Linked DNA regions of Zea mays: region 1 is linked to region 2. A link is a contact called in public Hi-C data. All regions are on one chromosome and are shown on one strand. The core of a region is the stretch at or near the end of the contact, and the rest is flanking DNA. Distances in the headings are between cores, read along the strand shown.

Region 1 (6,118 bases), core at 3,002-5,501, 170 kb after region 2:
GACTAGCAAATGTTGGTGATTTAGCAGTCAAAAGAGTAAACCCAGAAGCGGGGATCGTGGAGCTAACAAATCATGTGAACTACTATGTGCAATCACACATACAGGGCAACCACCTCAATGATTGGTTGGTGTTTTCCCCTCTCTGCTTGTTGTTAGCACTGCAATTGATATCTCTAGGAAACTATGTCATTTTTCCTTTGTGGGATTAACCGAGTTCTGCTGGAACAGTATGAAGTAAACCATGCTAAGACATCGATCTGGACAATATTGACGGCATTGACATCGAGAGCAGAGGTGACTTCATTTGCGTAATGTGATGCTCACGACTGGTTTAGGTAGTAGAGTAGTAGCAACGAGCTTCCTTTGGTTGTCGCTCACAAGAGAGTAGAAGAGTAGCAGTACGACAGGTTCAGGTAGCAGAATAGCAGTAGCGTTGCCATAGATCATGCACTTATATGCTGAGATCTGCACAAAAATTCTATGACCAGTTGAATCAGCACATCCATTCCCCTACAATTTCTGTTGTAGAATGGTGGATCAAGGAGACCGACGACGTACTGCTGATTTGGGGCGCAGGACGAAGCAGCAGCTCGACGACCATGGGTTCCACATCTTCTACCTCCGCCCCTTCCTCCTGCGCGTCCGCGTCGGTTACTGCCTGACTGGTACTACCCGTCCTGCCATATCCCGACCTCCTCCAAACCCAAATTCGTCGTCGAGCTGCTGCTTCGTCGGATTATTGCTTCGATTGGTTAGCTAATGTAGTTGCTTCATCGAATTACTTGTTTTGATTCGTTCACTCTGTTGCTTCGTCGAAAGGGTTGCTTTGATTTGTTCGAGTAGGACTTTTGCAGTTAGTTATTCTGTTCGAGCGTTGCATTCCATTGTGCTTGATTTATTCTTCTAGGATTTGGGGTTCTGAGGATTAGCCTTTGGATTATCCCGGGCTGGGATCGTTAGTAATTTTGTTTAGTATGTTAGAAATGTTCTAGCCACCATCATGGACCTTCACAGATTTCTTTTGTTTACTCACTGGAACTTCCCTTAAACATCCAACTGGAGCAAAGCGTCCTGAATATAGAGTATGCTTCAGACAAAATGGGCCAATATCATTCCAGACAAGATATGAAAAATAAATAAATTATTTTTCAGCAGATTAAGTACCAAGAAAAATACATGAATTCAAAAATAAAACCTGCTGGCAAATACGAAATCCCTGAATTAGAGTTGGTGAATCCAATCACCTTCCCTGGTTCAAGTAAATTGCAGTAGCTGGCCACGGGAATAAAATTAAGATGACCTTCTACTCTTTCAAAGGATGAAAGGGATGTGAAATCAAGATGTTCCTCTTCATCACGTAGTGGGTATCCAACTAAATTAGCATCCTTGGTATTCATTTGCTTATCATCATGACCTTGACTATTTTGTGCCTCTTCCTTTTGCCCTGAAAGGGATAAAAACTGATATGGTAGCCCAGCTACCCTGCCTGTTCTGTTAGATAAATACTTGGAGTTATCTTGCCCTTGTGACCCAGAATGTGGCATCATTAAATTACAGGGTTGCTGCCATACTGTACTATTTAACAGTGAAACGTGGATTGAGAACTGTGTGCAGAAAAAATTGAACAATGAATTATTTGCCCTATTAATCTTTTGGGGCATACTTAAAATGATAATACTATGCGAATATATATGATATCTATCTTTTGGTCAATAAATATGCTGCTTAGCATATGTTTTCAAGTGCAGTAGCAGATCCAGAAATCATTAAATTACAGCTTGAATTTCTTTGATATGAAAAAATTCACCTCGAATACAAATGTCCACAGGATACAGGAAGCTCCTTACAATACTACTAACCTCATTTCTGTACATGATCCCCAGACCTCAGTTTTTTTTTCCATCACAACTGTTCTGGGAGATAGGTGCATCCACATCCTGGACTGGCTGGATCCATCCTCCAGGAAATCCTGCTATGTGTTGAAGACCGAATTTTTTGTAAACTACTACTACTACTACCGTTTGGCACTGCAGACCCTTTTGTTATTTGTGGTCACGGATGAAAGTTGAGATCCCTGGAGCAAGGTCTCATGTGGAGATCCCCCTTATTCATCAGTTATTCTGTGAACTCATGCATGGCAGAACGCCATGCTGATTTTGTGACATGAACATAATGGTTACGGACGAAATAAGCACTATGGTATGGTTGACGCAAGAGCTACATTCGCTTTATGTGACTTTGCCTGTTTGTCTGAACTTGCATTGTTGTCGTTGATTTCGGCCTGTTTATCGAGGCAGTCTTGTTACTTTTTGACAGACCCTAATGTTTTTGGTTTGTTTGTTGACAGATTCCAAAAACTAGATTACCGAAACAATATGAGTGGATGAATATGCAGGAGAGTCAGAGCTTCTACTATGGCTTCTGCTAAGGCTGGAGCTTTTACGTACAGGGGAGCCACTACTTATATTGAAGATAGGGGTAAAAATGTATTATGAAATGAGGACTTGTTGCAGGAGCAATAGAAGCTCGAGCCATTCGTGCAGGTGCCTCCAATCTGCAGCAGGCTGTGGAATCAAGGTGAGATAATTTTCAGCTTTATTTGTAATAGTCTTGCTCAGATTCGGTAGTTCATATGCTTCGTTCCTCTATGAGTTGTCTTTATGATAAATATAAAAGAGCAGCCTTTTCATCTATTTGTTCATAAAAGGCACATTGGTTTAACATGGTAGTGTGAAGGTTTTGCTGCTAGCAATTGTTTTTAGTCCTGGTTGTAACTGCATTAGTTTAAGTCTATTGTCAATGATTCCTGTAACTATAAGGGTACGCTTCATGGGCCCGCGTTGTATCCCGTTTTGGAACTTTATCGTTCTTATTATTAAATTCAAAGGTGTATACAATCAAAGAAATGTCTGTGGTCATGGGTTTTAAGTCCCCAGTCTCCTTAGAATCTAAGACAACAGAGATGCATTTGTTTAGTGGATGATATCAAAGCATGGGCATTTGACCACAGAGAAATACACTATAGATATGCATTTACTTTCTTCCCAGCGAGCAGATGTAGAATGAGCATGGCATTGTACCAGAGATGAGTCATTACGAATTTACTGTCTTTTTAAGAGTCAAACAGTTGGGCGCCACTATTTCCAGTTCATAAAATAAAAAGGATGTCATCTTGTCCTGTTCAGTGTATCTGTGAATTCACATCTCCTTCATGCTTCAAATGCTGGTTTTGTAGACAAAGGGAAGAGGTACTATGAGCATATGTAGAATGAGCATGGCATTGTACCAAAGATGAGTCATTACGAATTTACTGTCTTTTTAAGAGTCAAACAGTTGGGCGCCACTATTTCCAGTTCATAAAATAAAAAGGATGTCATCTTGTCCTGTTCAGTGTATCTGTGAATTCGCATCTCCTTCATGCTTCAAATGTCTATCTATTTGTTCGCCTGTTAATTCGAGATGGATTTGAGATTGTGAGTGTATATTCATATGCTATTTTGTGAGGGATGCACACTCTAAACAATACTAACAACCTGGAATTCGATATTACCACCATGATGTCATATTTGGTACCCATCTATAGACTTTGTTTGCATTGGTAGAACAAAGAAGGTAGCGATAATTACATCCGAAAGCCTATTTCTGTGATTGTGTGCCGTCGCAACGCACGGGCACCTAACTAGTGAAAGCATGAAAAATATAGATGAAGTGTTTAACATATAGCCTATGCTAACACTATGATCTCTAGAAGGGTTAATGACGGCGGCGATGCAGGAGGACAGGTTGAAAGCGGCGAGGATGCAAGGGAGGGGAGAGAGAGAGGCTGGTGGTGGCGGGGTCATGGGGAAGAGATGAGAAATGATCTAACTACCGCCATTTTAAAATAGTTAACGTTGTGCAGTTCATTTTTAACTAAAAAGCCTCAATTAAAGAAAAATGGAGAGAGTATTGTTTATTGAAATTGAGGAGCAAGGGAGATGAGATTATCTAACATTTTTTGAACCTTTAATTTTATTAATATGTTAAATTATTGTGTAATTTATTTGGTGGATTTAATGGATGGGTAAGTTTTGTAAAATTTAAAGTGACGAATTATTTAGAGGGTTTTGGTTTCTGTATTTAGTAATCTATTGATGAAAATAAAATAAAATAGATGACAAAAATTAGTCCTTAGAAATTCATTTGATAAAACTGATGCTGTTATCGGGAACGCGTGCTATTTCCTGATCTCAAACTTGATGTTTCGTGGATTCTTCCAACTGCAACCCCGGTCGGCACATACAGCCCCAGCGCCCAGCCCACACTGGAGCCGATAAGAACCGCTCCACATCTGCCGTCGCGCCGCTCGAAGCCGCTCGGCGCCCGCCCATCGCATCGCACTCGCACGAGACGAGACCGCCAATCCCGTACCCTGACCCGAACGCCGCCGCAGCTAAGAGGAGAGGGAGAGTTGTGTGCAACACGCACGCCTCTCGCCGCCTCCCCTTCCCGAACTCCCCCGACCAAACGCCTCTTATCCTCCCGGCATCAAAATCGTGGGAAATCTCGTCGGATTCGCGTGCGCGGGCTGTGGGACAGATCGGGGGCGGAGGAGGCCAGGACAGGGGCGGGCCGCAATGGTGGTGATGGAGGGTAATGGCGGCGCCGGTAGGATCACCATTGGCGTCTGTGTCATGGAGAAGAAGGTCGGGATCTTGACTCTCTGGTTTCTTGAGTTTTTTTTTCTCTCGTTTTCTTCTCCTTGGTGGTTCACGGATTCTCGCGAACACATGGATGCTAGATGCTGTCTTGTCTTCCTGATTATTGATCCATTCGCGTTCTTGCTCTTCCAGCGCGTGCGTCTCGATTTCCAGCGCGTACGTCTCGATTGGCCGGCTCTTGCTCCTGGATTTCTCAAAGAATGCGGGATGCGGGAGCTTCGTTATTGCCTCCGGAACATGTCCTCGTCTGATCAAGTTCTCAATTCTTCTTTTCTTCAGGCGTTCTCTTCTCCAATGGAGCAGATTCTCGAGCGGCTCCGCGCGTTTGGAGAATTCGAGGTGTGCAAGAGTCTTCCTTTTGCCCCGTCCACCTTGCATTTCCCTTTCCTTGTTACATTAATTTGCAAAAAAAGGTGGGAAACCCGCGCGAGATTGAAGTTTGCATGTGGCATGAGTAGATGGGTGGATGTCGTCGAGTTGAACGTGATCTTACGTTCCTTCTGAATTTTTTCTAATGCGAGACACCCGTGAATCTTCCTGGATACCAATTTATTCTGCATCTTTTCGGATACTGTGTGGTCCCTATCAAAATGGTCGCTTTTCTCGGTTGCACCCAGTATTCCTGGATATGGCATATATATCCCTGATTATGTACTTCCTTTTGGAGGATTAAATGGTTGCTAACTTGATTCTTGCCTTCTTGGTATATTTTTTGGAGGACTAGTATGTTCTGTTAACTTGCTTTACTGATAGTTTAAGCACCGCCATGAATTAAATTAGAAGTTTTGCACTTGAGTGGTCGACATTCTCATTCTCATGATATTATATGCCCAACGTTGACTCGTTGTACCGTAAGCTGTGCATGTGGACCAGTATTGTTCATAGGATGTGTAGAGCGTGATAAGATTTTCAACCTTTCGAAAAGGATTACACATTAGATTTGGTCTACTGCATATGCATATACTATTAAGAGCCTGTTTGGTAAAGCTCCACCGCTGAAAAGTGATTCTTGATCTGGTATTCACCGAGCAGCTCTACGGTGGATTTGACATCCACCCTAATCTATCAGAGAATTGTTTGGCTAATGCAGCAGCTCCAGATTTACACAAAAGCAATTTAGTGGGAATTACCTATTTTGTCCTTAAAATAGGCTCCACGTGTCAGTGTCTCATGTGCTTTCTTCCTCCTCCGATCGAAAAGTAGAGAACACGTGTGGCTGGGCGCAACCACGACACGTGGCCATGATGCGCAGGATACAGCCACAACGCGACCATGGCCGGTGAGGCGGACGAATGGGGCGGGTCAATGGGTGGGCGCGAGCGGGGCTAGCGTGGGGCGTGGCCTGGGTAGGAGTGGGCTGGGGCAGGTGCAGCCGATGGGGCCGGGGCACAACCAAAACACGTGGCCAGACGATGCCG
Region 2 (5,982 bases), core at 1,450-3,949:
TTTTCTCATGTCCATTAACAGGAGTAATCATGGATCAGGTCATATTTTATCATGGATTCTTTTGAGCACATTGCAGGTAGGTTGAGAGAATGTTAGGTACAGAAAAAGCAAGTCTAATGTTTCACTTTGTCTGCCTCAACCAGTAGCAATAACACGAGGAATAAACCACGTGGGTGCAAATACATCCAAACAGACATGTCGCATGACACAAGCAAATAGAGAATCCAAGCAACCTATGATTTTCTCAGACTATCTTGTAAATAGTCCTCCTTCCTAAGCAATAATACCTAATTGTTCACTCACAGAATATAGAAAGAGATAAGCAGCATACCCACGCAAATCAGGCTGTCTAATGGGTTCGTCTAAAGGATCAAAAATCAATATGCGCTTTTCTGCCTCTCCATTTAGCCGTTTGATCTCATCCTCAGCTTCTGCAATGATGAACCTTTATTAGTGCATTACTTAATGAAGATCAATGAATAAGTGTAAATGATAATTTTTGTTTTATAATCAGAGAGGACAAATAGAAATTAACAAATGTTCTGTGCATTGAACAAAAAAGTAGCAATAAAAAATTGAGCAAAAATTGTCCAGACAGGTATTTTGAGGTTAAAATCCCCTCACGAAATCCAGCAGCCTGAACTCCTGCAAGCACTTTTGATGTGTTTGGTTTGTGGAGTGATGCACAAGCTGAGCAGGTCGGAGATGGACTCCTCCTCTTTTTTCTCATACTTGAGCCATGCCCCAAAGATGAGCTTCTCGTGTATGGTGCTCACATTCTCCTACACATGCTGGAGGATCCTCCGAACAGCTTGGCCTCGCCGAGGCCACGGAAGACCTAGAACTATAGGAGGTACAGGGAGGCCTTGTCGTCAGGAGGGCGGCACTCTAGCTCCTTGTGTATCTGAGCCAGTATGCTGACATAGTCCGCGGGCTTGAAGTGCGAAAGCACAGCCGGCTCTGACATCTTCATCAAGGACTCTCTGCGACACAAACAAAACAGGATGAACATCTCAATCGGCCAACTTTGCACAGCCAAATCAACACCAGTGCCTAAAAGACTGAGTCTTGCGTGACACAATTGAAGCATAAACGAATGAGCATATGTTGACATATCAAGCCAGAAACAAGTGAAGGACTAAGAGCTTACATGGAGGAGCCGCCAGCAGCATGGCCAGAGAACTTGGAGAGCTTCTCCCACACAGGCTAGAGGATCCTCCAAACAGCTTGGCCAGAAATTTGTACATCATATCGATCATTCATTGCTTCTGTTATGTACCGACAGTGAGAGAGAGACCGGTCTATGTTAGGGTGGAATAGCGTCTCCGGCTCTCAGCCTGAGAAGAGGAGGAGGGCACCACCAGTGATCTCAGGTACGCCTTGGGCAGCGCCATCAACTTCTTCGTCTTAGGAACGTAGGCCCTCCGGGTGAAGTTGTCGTAGTCGTTGGCCTCGATCTCGTCGAGGATCTGCCGGTACAGGAGCAGAGAAGACCACACCTGTAACAGCAACAGTCACTCATCTGACCGGGTTCTGAAAACGGCTAGCGTTGTGTGTCTCACCGGCCATCGGCTCTCCTGGTTGAGCTCGGTGGCGCCTTCCTCTCGAGGGGCAGCCATGAGTGGGGCGTGGTGTGGAGCTTGGTCTCCTTGTAGGCCGACTCGGAGAAGAACAACTTCCTCGTGGCACATACCACGGTGGGGGTCCAGATCAGGACTTCACCTTCACTTGTTCCTCTTGAATCCACTCAAATCATCGCCATCCAGGGCCCCCAAATCACCCCGAATTCACAAGGAAACGCCGGGAATCAAACCCCCGCGCCAGCCACGGGTAACAGAGGAGTAAGCTGCGTCGGCTGGTATTTGGGGGGAGCGGGGCGGCAGTCGCGGATCCGAGGACAGGCACAGTGAGCGGAGGACATGAAGGTGGTGTCTCCGGAGCGAGCATGGTGGAGTCCTCGTTCCTCGGAGTTGAGGTGGGCAACCAGACCTGCGGCGACAGAGTCTGGTGAGGAGGAGGGGAGCGCACTGGCCCCAGAGGACAGGCACGAAGAGCGGGGCGCGCACGACGCGTGGGTAGTCCGCCATGGTCGTCGATGGAAGGGCACGGTGGGCGAGGATTTCGGCGTGGCGCAGGGGCGACGAAGATGCAAGGAGGATGCGCGGCGCTTCGGTAGCGATCTCATCGTTGGAAGGGCGGTTAGGGCGACGAAGACCGGGGCGTGCGCGGCGTGGTGGCGGTGGGAGAGGTTTTCGGCGCGGCGCAGTGGATGATTTCGGGGCGGGCGAGCCTGGGGCGGCAGCCGGAATCGGGGGAGGAGAGGGGAGGTCGGGGGCGACGGTTTCCAGGCGAGGCGAGAGGGTTTCGGGGCGCGATCTAGAGCGGGACCGGTGTGCGGGATCAGGGAGCGAGACTGAAACGTAGGATCGGACGGCTGGGATTACAGAATGGTAGAACGGATGGTTGAGATCGTAGAACGGCAGAACATCAGACTACATTTACTGTCTTAATAAATAGTATAGATATAGATTCAGTGACCGGATATTTAAAAGTATTAATTTATACTATTTAAAATTGAATAGTTAGGGCCTGTAGATCCCTCAAATCCCTAACCGACCCGCGACCCCGACCCGATTGCCGTACCTCCTTCCGTGTGGCATATAAATCCGACGCGCCGACGCCTCGATTCCTCGCCTCCCCGAGAGCCCCCGTTTCTGTCACAAATCGCCACTAAAACCCTAGCCTTCCGCCATGGCCACCTCCCCTGCCGCCTCGTCCTCCTCCGCTCCGACCGCCTCCGCGGTGGCTGCGGCTACGATGGCTGTTGAGGCCACCGACGGGCCGGTGCTCAGCGTAGTATCGAAGCGTCTCCGCGCACTGCGGAAGAAGTACAACCGAATCACGCAGATGGAGGAGTCGCTCGCCGCCGGCAAGACGCTCAACCGAGAGCAGGAGGAGGTTCTCCGCTCCAAGCCCGTCGTCGCCGCTCTGATCGACGAGCTCGAGCGCCTCCGCCCTCCGCTCGCCTCCGCCCTCGCGGAGGAGCTCTCCTCCCGCCCCGCCCCCGCCCCCTCCGCCGCTTCCTCCTCCGACTCAGATTCGTCAGTCCAGGACTTGCTTGCGCTCGTCTACTTCGGCTCCCTCTTTGACGTCAAGCAGCAAAGCGACTTCGTCTCTTTGGTTTACACGCGCGAACTCGAGCGGAGCAGCTGCCTCACTTATGACTACGTCGGGGATGATCCGGAGGACAGTCTCGCGGAGACCGATCTGAACGCGGTTTCTGCCCTTGCCTCCCTCGCCGCGTTGCGCCCTCCTGCTGCAGCCGGAGTCTCGCACCGTGACGCCCTTCAGGCTTGTGCTCATCACGCCCGCCTCTGGCTCTGCCGTGCGGATGAACCCATCCATCCTGACTCCACCATCACATGTGGGTATTTCTACAGGGCGTGCGCTTGATTTTGTTTTGAGATGGTATGGTAGTGTGACATAAACTTAATCTGCATTTCCTTTTGGCTGTAGATGCTGGGGTGAGGGCAAAGCTGGATAGGATCATGGCATCGGGCTACTTCACAGCGCAGCTAGAAATGAGGACACCATTGGATCTGGCTGCTGCAGTGGCAAGTTTTGGAGCTGGAGGTGTGCAGGTGCAAGAGAGCATGGTTGTGTCACCTCAGGCACCGGAAGCAGTGGAGGAGAGCCAGGCTGTTGAAGGACACAAGGTGAAATCATACTTTTATTTTGCTTTCGTCAATGTTTGGCTGGCTTTCGTAATATTTGGGTTTAGGTTATCAAAACATCACATGAATATACTACCTCAATTCCAAATTATAAGACCTTTTACCTTTCCTTGTTACATAGCTTTTACTATGCACTTACATATACAATATGTCTAGATACAAAGTAAACAAAGTCAAACATCTCATAATTTGGAATGAAGGGAGTACATCTCTGTGCTCTTTTCCAAACGATTTGTTACTTTGATGTTTTGGAAATAGTAATGCGTTGAATGGAAAATTAGTTTGTGTGCTTGTCTCATTTGTTCTTTTTTTGTGTGCTGAGTAAGAAATGATTTCAGAATCAAACAATATCATGGTTATTAAAGCGGTAAAACGATAAAACGTTAGGAACCACCATTTCAACATTTAAACGCTGAAATGTCTTTTCAGACTTGACGTAAAACGACACGGTAGAATATGTTCATACTCATAAGTTGAGTATTTAAACAAATAACATAAAAAGGAAACAGATCAAGTTCAACCACACAAGTCTACGCAACCAATGATTTCAAGTCGCCTGGTCGCCTGGTCGATCCCTGGGACTGACCAGGCGACTAGTCGCGATTAGGCGACGACTAGGGCGATTAGTCGACTCCTAGTCGGTCCTAGTCGTTCCCTGGTCGTCCTAGTCTAGTAGTTATACTTATATAGCTATATATATAAATGTACATGTATACAACTACATTATATAAATTAGAAAGTCACTACTTAGCACAGGCTTAGGATTAGGGCAGCCAGCAACCATCCACTAATTTGGCAGAACTGCGGAGAAGGGGGAGATGGGGGGAGAGCAGGAGGAACCTTGAGATGACGAGCTCATCTCCTCAATGGTGCAGGTCTGCTGGAGCTTGGGAAGGGGCAGGGTGGAGACTACAGTTGGTGAACCTTAAGACATTCGCCGCATGTGGAGACTGCAGCAGGCGAGCATGAGAAGGGGCAGGGTGGTGTAGCCGCTGATGATGTAGCCGTCGGTGAGCTGTAGGTCTGAAGGGGCAGCCACCGGCGACCAAGTGTGAATAAGGGCTGGAACAGTCGAGCTAGCAAGAGAGGAGAGTAGGAGACGTAGTGCACTGTTTGACGGCTAGGTATTACATTGGAGAGGAGAGGGTAGTCTAAAGTATACTGTAGATGGGTTGAAAATGGCCCAATAACAAAACCCTAGCCAGGACGACCAGGAAACAGTAATCGGGCGATTAGTTGCCCTAATCGGCGATTAGTCGGACGACCAGGACGACCAGCCTATCTAGTCGAGTCGTCCATCTAATCGAGCCCAAATCGCAACTATGTAACATGCAAGCTAGACCTTGCATCTAGGATCAGTAACCATCATCCTACTCATCAATATCAAGAGCATGAACATCCCTGGAAGTCTGGAACCTGATGGTTGCAGCTATTGACGGCGTTGGCTGCTAGAGGAGCTGGCGGGCAGTGTGCTGGCGTTAGAGGCGGCCGGCGCTGGAGGAGGGAGAGGGGAGGGGGCGCTCGGGCGCTGGAGGAGGTGGTCTGCGGTTGGCGCTATTGGGGAGTGTCGTGGAGGTGGCGGACCTGGCAGTGCTGGAGGATGGAGGGTGCAGAGGAGAAGAGGGAGGCACGAGGCGGTGGACGGGCAGAGCTGGCGGCGCTGGAGGAGGGAGGCGAGCGACGGCGTAGCAGGAGCTGGACGAGAGGAGGAGGCGGGCTACGCTGCACAGGTAAGAGGCTGTCTTGACCTAGTTTTTTGGGGCCTTTGAGAGGCCAACAACATAAAACGTCTGAAACACACCTAAAACGTTTAAACGACGCAAAATGACGTTTAAACGTGTTTAATGGACGTTATACGCGATTTGTTTAAAACGTTCAGACATTCTACCCTGTAATCACGTTTTATCGTTAAACGACGCTTAAACGGCGTTTAAGCGTCATTTTAAAAACCTCGAACAATATGTTGATTTTAGAGTATTACAAATCTGTATTCTGTGGTGGAACTAAGACCAGGTCTTTTTGTTTTTTGGGGTGTTCATATCATTAATGGGGTACCATGTCAGTGTTTTTGTTTCATGCATCCTGGATGGCTGGATCTTAGTGCTGAATTAGACTTGTATTGTAAGACATTGATGTTACTTTTTGTATTGTTCTAGTGACAGGAAGCTAGTTCCTTTTACATTATATCTTGTCATGGAACAAAACATACCATTACTTGTTTTGTTTAATACAATGATTTTATGATTTT

The links. A called contact is a pair of places that touch in the nucleus more often than the background predicts.
Region 1: a contact with region 2 is called in a Hi-C map of leaf, with 9 times the contacts expected there. The contact joins the promoter of LOC103645542 here to the promoter of LOC100382366 in region 2. A contact is called at or near these places in 12 of 25 Hi-C or Micro-C datasets (bundle sheath, ear, leaf and 3 more) and 1 of 3 datasets of contacts at active chromatin or transcription factors (seedling).

The regions. Positions count from the first base shown.
Region 1 is chr1:268,769,373-268,775,490 of Zm-B73-REFERENCE-NAM-5.0, forward strand. LOC103645542 (inositol hexakisphosphate and diphosphoinositol-pentakisphosphate kinase VIP2) reads left to right here and starts at 4,252. Exons shown (of 30, transcript XM_020546872.2): 1 at 4,252-4,685; 2 at 4,980-5,039. The coding sequence starts at 4,617. LOC103643827 (a long non-coding RNA gene) reads left to right here. Exons shown (of 4, transcript XR_002266510.1): 2 at 1-124; 3 at 229-294; 4 at 529-2,693.
Region 2 is chr1:268,597,433-268,603,414 of Zm-B73-REFERENCE-NAM-5.0, forward strand. It overlaps LOC100382366, which reads left to right and starts at 2,700. Exons shown (of 4, transcript NM_001175111.1): 1 at 2,700-3,424; 2 at 3,517-3,716. The coding sequence starts at 2,752. LOC103645541 (phytoene synthase 3, chloroplastic-like) reads right to left here and starts at 1,619. Exons shown (of 2, transcript XM_008668577.2): 1 at 1,563-1,619; 2 at 1,273-1,499. The coding sequence starts at 1,619. The coding sequence ends at 1,302.